2 separate regions of the Mus musculus genome follow, and region 2 is linked to region 1. Evidence: chromatin contacts called from public HiChIP or PLAC-seq data. All regions are on one chromosome and are shown on one strand. The core of a region is the stretch at or near the end of the contact, and the rest is flanking DNA. Distances in the headings are between cores, read along the strand shown.

Region 1 (5,859 bases), core at 1,743-4,242:
AGGGATGACGTTTATTCATGTAGCTCAGCCTGCATTCCTGGCATAACCATAAGTCCCAGCTTTGAGTGCTTTCTGCTACACTGAGTGACTACAGGGTGACCTGTGAGCTAAGTTTAGCCTTCAGCCACGTTTGGTTTGTCCTGCACGATACTTCTAAAAAACTAAATTTGCTAAAAATGGTGGTACATGTCTTTAATCCCAGCACTTAGGAGGCAGAGGCAGAACTGTAGCAAATAGAAATCCTGTTTCAAAAAACCCAAACCAAACCAGAGCACAAGCAAACAACTCTGGGAGATCGGTTAACACTAGGCTTGAAATAAAGAGGAGCTAAGTAGCTGGTACCCTTTAGACTAGGCACCTGGGGTCTAAATGCCACTTCACCCCCAACCTGGTCTGCCTTACCCACTTACCCATTTCATGACCTGCCTTGTCCCACCAGGCATTGGAATTGGGGTGCCTGCTTTTTGGCGAGGGGCATTTCTTGATTAATTTTTTTTTAATGAGGGAGACTAAAGTGGGCCAGATAAAAAGTCAGGGGAGATAAGAAGTCAAGAGTGCCCATCAGAATGTGAAGGGTCACAAGCAAATGGGAGCCCTAGAGAGTTCCCAAGGAGATACAGGCAGATTGGTGCCCATGTAGAGCTAGGAGGAGAACCCCTGTGGGAAATGGAGGATCTAGAGTCAAGAGCAAGCCTACTTGAAGGTCTAGTAATGTCATAATGAGCCACTCTAGTTTCCTGGAGATCGGGTCCTGGTCCGCATTCAGTGTTCTAGAAATAGCTTATCTTACATCACTTCCTTAATTTGGGCTCAGTGTACCTGTTTCAAGTCATTGGGTGGCTCATACAAGATACGTTAGGTTGAGTAATCTTTAAATAGAATTTCATTTCTCAAGGTTCTAGAGACTGGGAAGTCCAAGATTTCAAGGCACCAGCAGATCCTTACAAAGTAGACAAGCTCTCTCAAGCCATTTTCCTAATACTATTCTTGAAAGTCTCCTGGGAGACTTAGTTACCTCCCAGGGTTTCTGCCTCCTAGTAAGTAGTATGGCTAGAAATTAGCCAGGCCCAGTGGTGGTGTGTGTGTGCAGTGCACACCTTTAACCCCAGCACTTGGGAGGCAGAGGCAGGAGGATTTCTGAGTTTGAAGCCACCCTGGTCTACAGACACACACACAAATAAAATATGATAAAGATTTAAAAAACAAAATTTATTGGATGTTACATGTTCATAAAGGCAACAGCAGACAAGGTGCATGTGATTCAAAAGCAAAAAAAAACCTCCAGTGACCAAGACCTTTTAAAAGACGCTGCCTCTTTCACTTTCAGCCATGTGAGGAACTTGATCGTTTTTCCTACTTATTCATTGATATATATATTTATTCACTTTACATCCCAATTGCTGCTCCCCTCTCCCCGTACCTCCTTCACACAGTCCCCCATCCCCTTTTCCTCTGAGAAGATGGAACCCTCCCTCTTCCCTCGGTTATCCCCCAACCTAGGTACATCAAGTCTTTGCAGGGCTAGGCACATCCTTTCCCACTGAGGCCAGACAAGGCAGCCTAGTTAAGGGAACAGGACCCACAGGCAGGCAACAGATTCAGGGACAGCCCTTGCTCCAGTTGTTGGGAGATCCACATGAAGACCAAGCTACATATCTGTTCCATATGTGCAAGGAGGCCTAGGTCCAGCCTGTGTATGCTCTTTGGTTGATGGTTCAGTTTCTGGGAGCCCCTAGTGGTCCAGGTTAGTTGACTTTGTTGGTCTTCTTGTAGAGTTCCTATTTCCTTCAGGGCCTGCAATCCTTCCCACAACTCTTCCACAAGAGTCCCCAAGCTCCATTTAATGTTTGACTGTGGGACTCAGCATCTGTTTCAGTCAGCTGCTGGGTAGCTGTCAGAGGAGTTATGCTAGGCTCCTGTCTACAAGCACAACAGGCTCCATATCCTCACTGCTAGGAGTCTCAGCTAAAGTCACCCCCATGGACTGGGATGGGTGAGACTCCCGGGAGCTTTACCATTTTGTCTGCTGTGAGAGAGAAGTCAGGAAAAACAAAAACAGAGCCTACTTAATTGAGTTCGGAACTTAAATCTGCCAGAACCCAATGCAGTGGGTGCCCTCACTGCCAGATGGCCAGCAGGTCCTTGGGAGTAAACCAGAAGACAGTTTTAAGAGGCTGTTGTTTCCCTAAGGACATAGCTTATAATCTGCCTGTGCTTGAAGTACTTGCACATACAGAGACTTCTTCTTTTTAAGCACATATTGATTAAATATAATGAGGCATACTGAGGTTGAGAGGAGAGATCAGGGAGGGAGGCGTCCATGCATACCCAGGGCTTTGAACAAGGGCTCCCCGACTCAAGGAAGTGCACAAACCCAAAATTACCAGGAACCTACCTGTGAGTTTGTTGTGGACAGTTTCTGGGATTCTGTGTAGCCTTTATCAGCATCTCTAAAGGGTCATTGTCCAAATATAGTTAAACAGACTTCGGACACGGAAGCGTTGGACTCCCATTCCTAGGCACAATGGCACAGTTTATAGCAGGTCCCTGTCAACCTCACTCCATCACCCCCTCAAATCCTTGCCTAGAAATCTATTCCAGCTAGCCTCCTTTTGCCCTACCAGGGGGAGGGGAAATCCGAAAGCTTATTTTTAGGCAGGCCCTGCCAAGACTCCCCGCAGTGGCTGGACTGCTGCTGGGCCTGAGGGGTGCCCGCGCCCCAGGAGGACAAGCAGTGTGCGGGAGGGGCCTGCGGGCACGAGCGGATGTCACAGCTTACCTCAGAGCCTGAATTAGAAGCCTGAAAAAAAAAATCACAGCAGGAAATAATGTGGTGCCCAAAATAGAAACATCAACCGGGAGAGAGGCCGGGAGTAGGTGGCGTTTGAGGCTCCTGCAGCGTCCTCCCCAGAGGCCTCCTGACAACCGGCAAGCGGGTTGGCATGAGATTGCAACCCAGCCCAAGAGGCCACAAAGGCACCGGCTGGATGTTTCAGCAAGGGAGAAGGAATGGGCAGTAAAGTGGAGAATCAGGACCGCCTCCTCTTCCCTCCCTCTCGACTTTCTCCTTCCTTCTCCAAAGTCTTACCGCCACCGCTGACCCCTTCCTCTTTTTCGGCATCATCCCTCAACCTTCTCCCCACACAATGACTTCTGCTTTTTTCCTCACTCTCTAGTGCCCCTTCTTCTCTGATACTGCCCCCACCCCGCTTCCTCCTTTCCCTCCCCACACCAAGCCCTTCATTTCTCCTGGGTGGTCTCTGCCCCAACCCGCCGCCCCCCAGCCTCCCGGTGCTTTTGGGTGCCTTCCTAGGTAACTAGTGGGAGCTCAGTCTAGCAGCAGCTAACTGAAGGTCAGCCTCCTGTGCCTGACTGCAGCCTGGCTGCACTGATCTCCCCTTCACCCCACACTCAGCACCCTCCACGCCTCTTTAGAGAAAAGGAGGCCCTGGAGTCTAAGGAAGATGGCAGGGTCAGGACTCCTTCCTCTGGGGCCTCTGGAGGGCTTGAGAGGAAGCAGAAACTTTGCAGGCAATCTTGGACTGTCTCTCCCTTCACAGCTGAGTTCCTGGTAGATTGCATGGTTTGCCAAATTTCCGTGTTTCTCATGCTGGCATGTGCCATTGGGCAAGGTATAAAGTCGGTGAGAACCAGACTTAAGGTCTCTCTGATGCTCCCCTTAACCTTCACCAACCCCGAGTGGGGAAACATCTGTGATCTCCTTTACAGTGGGAACTCAGATGCAGCAGGTGAGCTGGAGGATGGGGGACACTGGAGGATGGGGGACACTGGAGGATGGGGACACTGGAGGATGGGGGACACTGAGGATGTCTTTAATCTTAGCACTAGGTAGAGGCAGATGATCTCTAGGAGTTAAGAGTCCATCCTGGTCTACATGGTGAGTTCCAGGCTAGCCAAGGCTACATAGTGAGACCCTGTCTTTAAAAACAAAGGAAAGAAAAGTCGGAGTAGTAGGCATGCTGCATGTTTGTAAGAGTAGAAGGGCTGGGATCGAGGCACAGGGAGTGCAGCCCCTCTACTGACCTTGAACTTGGACCAAGTTCATTGACTTGGTATTTCCATACCCGGTTTTCTTCGTAACAAGATTTGTTTTTTATTATTTCTTTTCTGAATGTAAGCATGAGACATTCCATTACATATGTTGGGTAATTTCAATTATTAAAAATTCCCTAGGTGGGGCTGGAGAGATGGCTCAGCAGTTAAGAGCACTAACTGTTCTTCCAGAGATCCTGAGTTCAATTCCCAGCAACCACATATGTTCACAACCACCTTTAATGAGATCTGATGACCTCTTCTGATATGTTGGAAGCCAGCAACAGTGTGCTCATATACATTTTAAAAGGAAAGAAGAAAAAAAAAAGAAGAGAAAAGAGAAGAATCCCCAAAGCAAAGCATGGAGAAGCAGGTGGATCTCTGAATTGGAGCCTGGTCTACATGGTAAGTTCCAGGACAGCCAGGGCTACATAAAGAAACCCAGTCTCAAAAAACAAATAAAAATTTCTAGCTAAGTATCATGGTACATGCTTGCAATCCCAGTACTCTGCACCCTGGAGGCAGAAGCAGGAGCATAGCCACAAATTCAAGGTCATCCTGATATATATCGAGAGAGAGAGAGAGAGAGAGAGAGAGAGAGAGAGAGAGAGAGAGAGAAAGAAGAAGAAGAAGAAGAAGAAGAAGAAGAAGAAGAAGAAGAAGAAGAAGAAGAAGAAGAAGAAGAAGAAGAAGAAGAAGAAGAAGAAGAAGAAGAAGAAGGGGAGGAGGAGGAGAAGAAGGAGAAGGAAGAAAAAGAGGAAGAGGAAGAAGAAGAAGAAGAAGAAGAAGAAGAAGAAGAAGAAGAAGAAGAAGAAGAAGAAGAAGAAGAAGAAGAAAGCAGCAGCAACAGAAGCAGCCACCACCTCAGCAAGGACAGCAATGCCATATTCTTGTTGTCACTTGTTTGAGTACCTCCCCACCCCACCAGCAGTTGTTCTAGTGAAAACAAGTGCTTGGGCCAGTGTCAGACACTGTGTGCCCTCAGCACTCTCTGCAGAAGGATGGATTCATTTATCCTAGTGCACCACCCACACACATGTGCAATGCTGGTGCCTGAACGCCTTGATGTTACTTTAGGGTTAGTGTCTTATGATTTCTTTTTCTTTTCTTTTTTTTTTTTTTTTGTAGTCTTATGATTCTAAAGACATTATCTCATGTAAATGATGATTCCTCAGTTTGACAGAAAACTCATGGTCATGTCAGGCTTCTGTAGGATTCTAAAGCCCACGTCCAGCTCACTCTTGCAAATGAAACTGGGGTGCTACTGTTTGCAATTTCTTTCCTCCAGATTAACTAGATCTGGCCATTTTTCTAACTACAGTAATACCTGGTAACTATAAATAGCTAAACATGACTTAAAGGAAGCCCTTCCCATAATCCTCTCCATGGACTTTGAACATGTTTTGTTTAAGGTTCTTAGTCTCCCGATCATAGTCCCCGGTTATGTCTTGACAGACATCAGGACATACTCATGGTTATCACTGTGAGTCTGTAGTAGAGCAGATAGGTCAGAAGGTGTAACCATAAACATTGTGGTCACACATTGAAATTGAAGCTGTTTTCTTTAAGCCTTCCTGGCAATGAAAAGAAAAATATACAGTAAGAATAGCTTGTACAGGTAAGAGGCTGAGTCATTCCATCTTCACGAAATTTGCTAACATATATGTGCTGACTTCAAAATGTTATCAGCTACAGAATCCCAAAGGCCGAAACAATTGAAAAAGCAACATGTAGCACCTTAAGATCTAATGCTGGGGTATGATTTGAATGGGCAAATAAGCCATGAAAAAAAATAAGACTCTCTTC
Region 2 (5,859 bases), core at 2,491-4,990, 100 kb after region 1:
AAACATATATGCACACAAGAACAGTATACACACTGGACAGGTTGTATTTATGAATTTAGGAGTATATATATATATGTATATATATACACACACATACATATATACATACAAACACATACACACATATACATATATGTAGTACAAACAATGAAAAATGAGGTCATGAAAGAGGGAGAAAAGGGAATATAATTATATTATAATCTCAACAAATTAATGAATGAGATCCGTGCATGGTGGAGTGTGCCGAGCACTCAGCAGGTGGAAGCAGGAGGAAGACAAAGTCAAGGACAGCGCAGGGTCTATGGAGCGCCTGTCTCCCCTCCCCCTCCAGCCTTAGAAGCACACACTTCCTAATCCTTTCTGTTTCTGCACTCAATCTGAAGTTCCTAGAAATGGTTAAGAAGTCACAGTAGAACCTTTGAAAAGGGTTTTGACTACTTGCTGCCACTGAGCACAGCGAATTCTACAGGTGAGATCTTCACAGAGGAGAATGGCCCTAGTAAAGACTGTTACACAGGACTATCAGGAGGAGAATGGCCCTAGTAAAGACTGTTACACAGGAATATCAGGAGGTTTCTGTTTCCCAGTCATACTTTGGCCATCAAATTGACAAGAGAAATTTAAATGTAAGCATCTTGGCCAGGAGGCAACTGGTGCATATGGGAGTCAGGGAACTTGGAGTCTTCTTTCAGTTCTGCCATTATCAAGCTAATTAAAATGCTTTGCATTTTGCCTCAAATTTTCCATCTAAGCCAGGCTGGAGGATGGAAGTGGTTTGAGTTCTCTCTGGCAGACAGGAACCAATGGTTCCCAACGCTGGCTGCACGTTAACACCTCCCAGGAGCATTAAGCTTCCCGATGCTCTGGTCACACATGGCCGGCAGGCCACACACACTCCTAGCTAAAGCACACTCGGCCGGCACACAGCTGGCACTGTCCGGGGAGCCGAGTCCAGTGTGTGGGCCACGTGGAAGACTGCTGGGTTTCAGAAGGAAAGGGCTAGGAGAGGATTGGAGAGCTGTGTGTGTCTAAGAGATGGGAATGAGACTGACAGTGAGATCGCAGTCCTGGGCATGCTCTGTAGGTAGATCAGCTAAGAGGAGATGGGGAAGCACAGTCTGCAAAGTCCATTAGGGCTGCCAGGCTGGACCCAACACTGGGATGAAGACACGGTAGAGCGAGCGACAGAGATGTGCTTGCTGAACCCTGCTCAGAAGGGCTGCAGGGTTGTTCTCTCTTGGGGAGGTTGTGGCTATTGTTGGTTTTTTTTTTTTTGTTTTTGTTTTGTTTTTATTTGCTTCTATCTTTCTAAAATTCACATTTGGCCAAAATAATTAGATTTCATTTTTGGAGCTGTGAGTAGAGTAATTTTTAACTTGACCTTGTCACTTGACTGTGGTGGGACACATATGACGTGTGTGTATATATGTTCATGTTTATCTCCTTGCGTTCACTTCTGAGAACGTAGGAGTCTATTCTTCTCTCTCCACCTACTCACACTGTACCTGCTTTTCAAGCACCAACGTACATCTACCTTCCCTCTTTTGGCGCTCATTAATCCTCTCATTTCCAAAACTCCTACACAGCATTCCTGATTGCTACCATAATCTAGTGCCATCTTACACTGTTTGCAACTCCATATTTGTCCATTGAGTCTTCCCGCAGCGTGGAGAGGCTAGCCTGGGATCTATCGGCCCTTCCCTCAGCCCTGCACATGGACGGTGTTTAATTAGTATCACATTGTCGTAGTTACTCTACAGTATATTTTCTTGAGCCTATCTTATTCATGAAGGGATATGACCCTGAGCACAGGAGTTACGTTGTAGCTGCAGATAAGGCTTTGCTTATAACAGTTTTCTTGTTTTGCAGACATTATTCTTGAATCACACATAATATGAGGCAGTTCTATCTGTGTGAGCCTGTTCCAGCTGAAAGGGATGGGTAAAGGGCAGCTCCAACATGGATTTATGCCAGGGAGGTTCACAGGACCTAATGATCTTGCTTGTAGGGTCTTCTGGTTATGAAGGAGCTCTGACACTGCTGCTCATCTGACACTGCTGTTGAAGCTCTCTTACACGGAGCCCTCCTGTCCTCACTGCTCTCTTACATGAAACCCTCCTGCCCTTGCTGCTTCTGACACTGCTGTCGAAGCCTGTAACTTTCCAAGGCTGGCTAGTGAACCCTACTCCTGCCTTGGCCTCTCCGTGCTGGGATTATACATATACACATATCACCAGACTGCCCCCCCCACCTTTTAAACACAGGTTCTATGCATTGCGATCAGATCATCATACTTGGCACACTGCCATCTCTAGTCTCCTGCTATTTTTGAGACAGGGTCTCAGCATGCAGGTTAGGGAGGGCAGCTTTACACTTTTAGTGGCTCTGTGATAGCCTCCAGCGTGCTGGGATTACAGGCATTGACCAGGGTTTGATGTTTAGAAAGAACTTATGCCTCATAAACATTTGACTTCAATGGAATACAAGTGGAGAAAGCATTTGCACCCGTCAGGAGAAGTCTATGAGAGAGGCCCTGGCAGGCTGTTTGCCTTGGGATGAAGACTTTCATTTTCAAAAACACCGTCTCTAGTTATCACTGGACTTTAGCCTGAACACACGACTCAGCTGAGTACCAAATCCATGATTCTTAACTCTGTAGAGTGCTCCATTATCCATTTGTCACGAAATAAACACTAACAGAACCCTGCTTCCTGCTTTTGTGACAAGTACCTTACTAAATAACTCCTAATTGGGTCTGCCTGTGCCACCAATCTTTCCTGTCAGTGCCTGATAGCTAGTGTATCACAGTGGAACATAAGCTAGCATTGCGTAGAGAATACAGGGGATTCTCTACCAGTTTCTCTTTTGCTCCATCTGTTCATTTTTATCTTGATTAATGTAATGATTTGGGTTTTGATTTGGAACTTGTCATCTTTAAAAAAAAAAAAACCTGCTAAAAAACAAGTGTGGCTAATTTGTCTGACGAGAATCTACTGCAAGCTGTGTGTGTGCTGGTGCTAACCTGTGGCCCAGCTTCAGACAGGTGAAGGTGGGAGGATTAAGGGCTTTCTACACCACATAGCAAGGTCAAGGCCAGCATAGGCTACAAGGGGCTATGAAACCCTATCTCACACAACCAAAAAGAAACACAACATAGGACAACACAACACAATGGAAGCTATAATGACGGTGGATAACTTTTGCTATAAAAGTCTATTATTTTTCTCCTTAAGAACTCTTAAGAGGCACATACCTATAATCCCAGCAGTCAGGACATCAAGGCAGGAGTATTATGACTTGAAAGCTAATAGGGGCTACAAAAAGAAACCCTTTATTAATCAATTAATAAAAGAGGTTTCCAGCTAGAAGTGAAGTTTAGAGGCAGAAGGCATTCTTTGCATTTGTGAGACTCTGTGTTTCTTCCCCAACACCAAAAAAGAAAATAAAACAAGGAGACTAAGAATAACACACAATTTTCTTAATTTAATGTTTTAAATAAATCCCTGCCTTAGAGTCCCAAGGTACAAAAGCAAATTTATCCTGGGCCAGCTTCCCTTGAAATCAGTTTCCTTATGTTTTCCTGTGCAAAAGCTTGGACTAAATTGTGTGGAGCAGACACGGATGACTAAAAGAGCTCAGAAGATGCTCTGGAAGCATGAGGTGCTGGCAGGAGCCATCCATTCCACTGAGCAGAGTGGCTCCTCTGCTCCTCCCTTCAATCGCCCTCAGGACTGCAGCACAGCCCCTCCCTGCTCCTCTCACATCCATCACATGATTTCATGTCTCACTTCCCCAGTTTAGTTCTACAACTCAAATATTTCTATTTTGTTTTTCTATCTTTGCCTTCCATTCTATAGACCTAAAATAAAAACAATCTCAAAATCTTAAGAGTAGGATGAGAACTGGGGCCCATGGAATCCTGACTTCAGTGGCCCAGGAATACTTTGTATATACAGCTTCCAAGAGGGGAAGGGGGCTCCATTGTCTTTTCTACTCCCCTCGTCCTAGGACAGCCACTCTGGATACCTAGCTTCCCAAACCAATTCTATGTCGATCTTTTTCCTGCCAGGAAAGCCTATCTTCTTCCCAGTGTGAGCCCCCTTTGTGAGCATCACTGGGTAGTTACCTAGATCTCATCTCCAATCAAGGACGGGATAAGTCAGTGTAAAACTTTTGTCAATGCCCTCTCACTGTGGCATCATTTCTAGAACACAATTATTTCCAGATTGGCCCTGTTACTATTTTAAATCCCTATGGACCAATCTTGATGATAGAGGTGGTTCTTATTTTGAATTTTGTTTTTCCTGTGATGTTTCTGACCAAATAGCCATGAGAATGATATGCTGGTCATAAATGAGAAATAGCAGATGAAGTGATAATTGTATGGTCTACACATCCCTTAGAGGCTCCCACTGAGAGCAAAGTGCTGCAGGAATGCAGAAATGACATTTCTGCAGATTTTTTTTTTTTGTAAAATCTATATAGTTCACAAGAGACAGCTTTTCTAATTTTTTATTCCTTATCATTTGCTGGGCAGATTCAAACTCAGCTTTCCTTATACTTAAACTCACATAAGTTTACCTTCTAATAACAGAATGTTACCACCTTCAAATGACATGAACTATATACAATTGGAAACTTTTGACAGCCAAATACAATTATTTCAGAGGATTACTGATGTTACATACCCCTTCTCTATACAACGGAAAGCAGAAGGATGCCAAGGATCAATTATATGTGGCCATTACAACCTAGTCTGCTAGCACTCACGGTACAGTGGTGATGATGAGAGGCGGGCTTAATGACGAGGGGCTGATCCTAGAGCTGGTTTGTGGCTGAGGCCCTGAGTGCAGGGTGACTCAGGCTGTTCAGAAGTGGGACTGTAGACCCCCAGGGAACAGGTTAATTCCTCTCACATTGCATACACTGGCTCTAAATTCATTGGATTCAGAGAATACAGCATCAAGTGATTTGAGGACTGCTGCTTCCCAGAGGATTCACTGACGGAGAAACTCACACAAAGCATAAGAAAGCCTAATCACTCTTATTTAGATTTTTTTACAAACAAACCTTCAAAAGAATTAAAAACAGGTACTCAGAGAGGTGCATGTGGATGCATAGTCACAGGCTACTGAGAAACAATCAGAAAGGTGGGCACAGTCCAGGAGTCCAGCAACACACTCACTGATGGATAGCTATCCACATAAAGGTATAGTATTTAGCCATTAAAAAAGATGTAATGTTGATACATGTTATGGATGGAGGAGCCTCAAAAACAGTGAAAGAAGCCAAAAGCAAAAGTCATATATTACACAGCCAATTTATATGAACTATCGGGGATAGGTTCATAGAGGCAGAATGTAGATTGGTGACCCCAGGAATTGGGAAGAAATTGCTTAAATGGACAAGAGGTTTTCCTTTGGAGTGATGGTGTTCTGTAACGGGCTGAAAACAGTAGATGCAAATCATCACAGATCACTAAGTGTTACTAAAATGTAATATTTCTTTAGACAGGGACTCACTATGTAGCTGAGGCTGGCCTTGAACCTGACCCTTCAGCATCATGAGCAGCTGGTACCATAGGTACCCACCACTATCACCAGTAAAGTGTTCATTATATAATTGTGAAGGAAAACAGAAACAATGAGCTTGAACCAGCCTTTGCCCTGGGCCCCTTCCCAATGCTATATGGCTTACCTTGCAGACTATGGCCGCCTTTGCTCCCAGTCGCGCAGCTTGGACACACTGGTTGGCACCTTTTCCTCCAAAGCCAATAAAAAACTCATGTCCATGGATGGTTTCTCCAGTTTTTGGCAAGCGAGAAGTAAGACTATTATAATTTAAGGAGAAGAAAACAAA

The links. HiChIP or PLAC-seq counts read pairs in DNA pulled down with a chosen protein or histone mark.
Region 2: a contact with region 1 is called in an H3K4me3 HiChIP or PLAC-seq map of bone marrow-derived macrophages, with 2.9 times the contacts expected there. The contact joins the enhancer-like site here to the promoter of AI839979 in region 1. A contact is called at or near these places in 6 of 484 Hi-C or Micro-C datasets (the AML12 cell line, embryonic stem cells, granulosa cells and 1 more), 3 of 115 datasets of contacts at active chromatin or transcription factors (CD8 T cells, bone marrow-derived macrophages and fibro-adipogenic progenitors) and 2 of 9 other capture datasets (adipose tissue and liver).

What each region holds. Positions count from the first base shown.
Region 1 is chr5:31,568,405-31,574,263 of GRCm38.p6, forward strand. AI839979 (expressed sequence AI839979) reads right to left here and starts at 2,993. Exons shown (of 3, transcript NR_102275.1): 1 at 2,780-2,993; 2 at 2,396-2,515; 3 at 1,188-2,026.
Region 2 is chr5:31,667,616-31,673,474 of GRCm38.p6, forward strand. Rbks (ribokinase) reads right to left here. Exons shown (of 8, transcript NM_153196.1): 2 at 5,698-5,830. Among named protein-coding and RNA genes, the nearest start is that of Mir3473e, 3.2 kb to the left of the region's middle. Within about 2 kb of position 3,741, at least 7 of the 459 cell types and tissues checked have an H3K27ac peak or open chromatin away from gene starts, as enhancers often do. A contact at or near this core is called in bone marrow-derived macrophages, where this site is marked.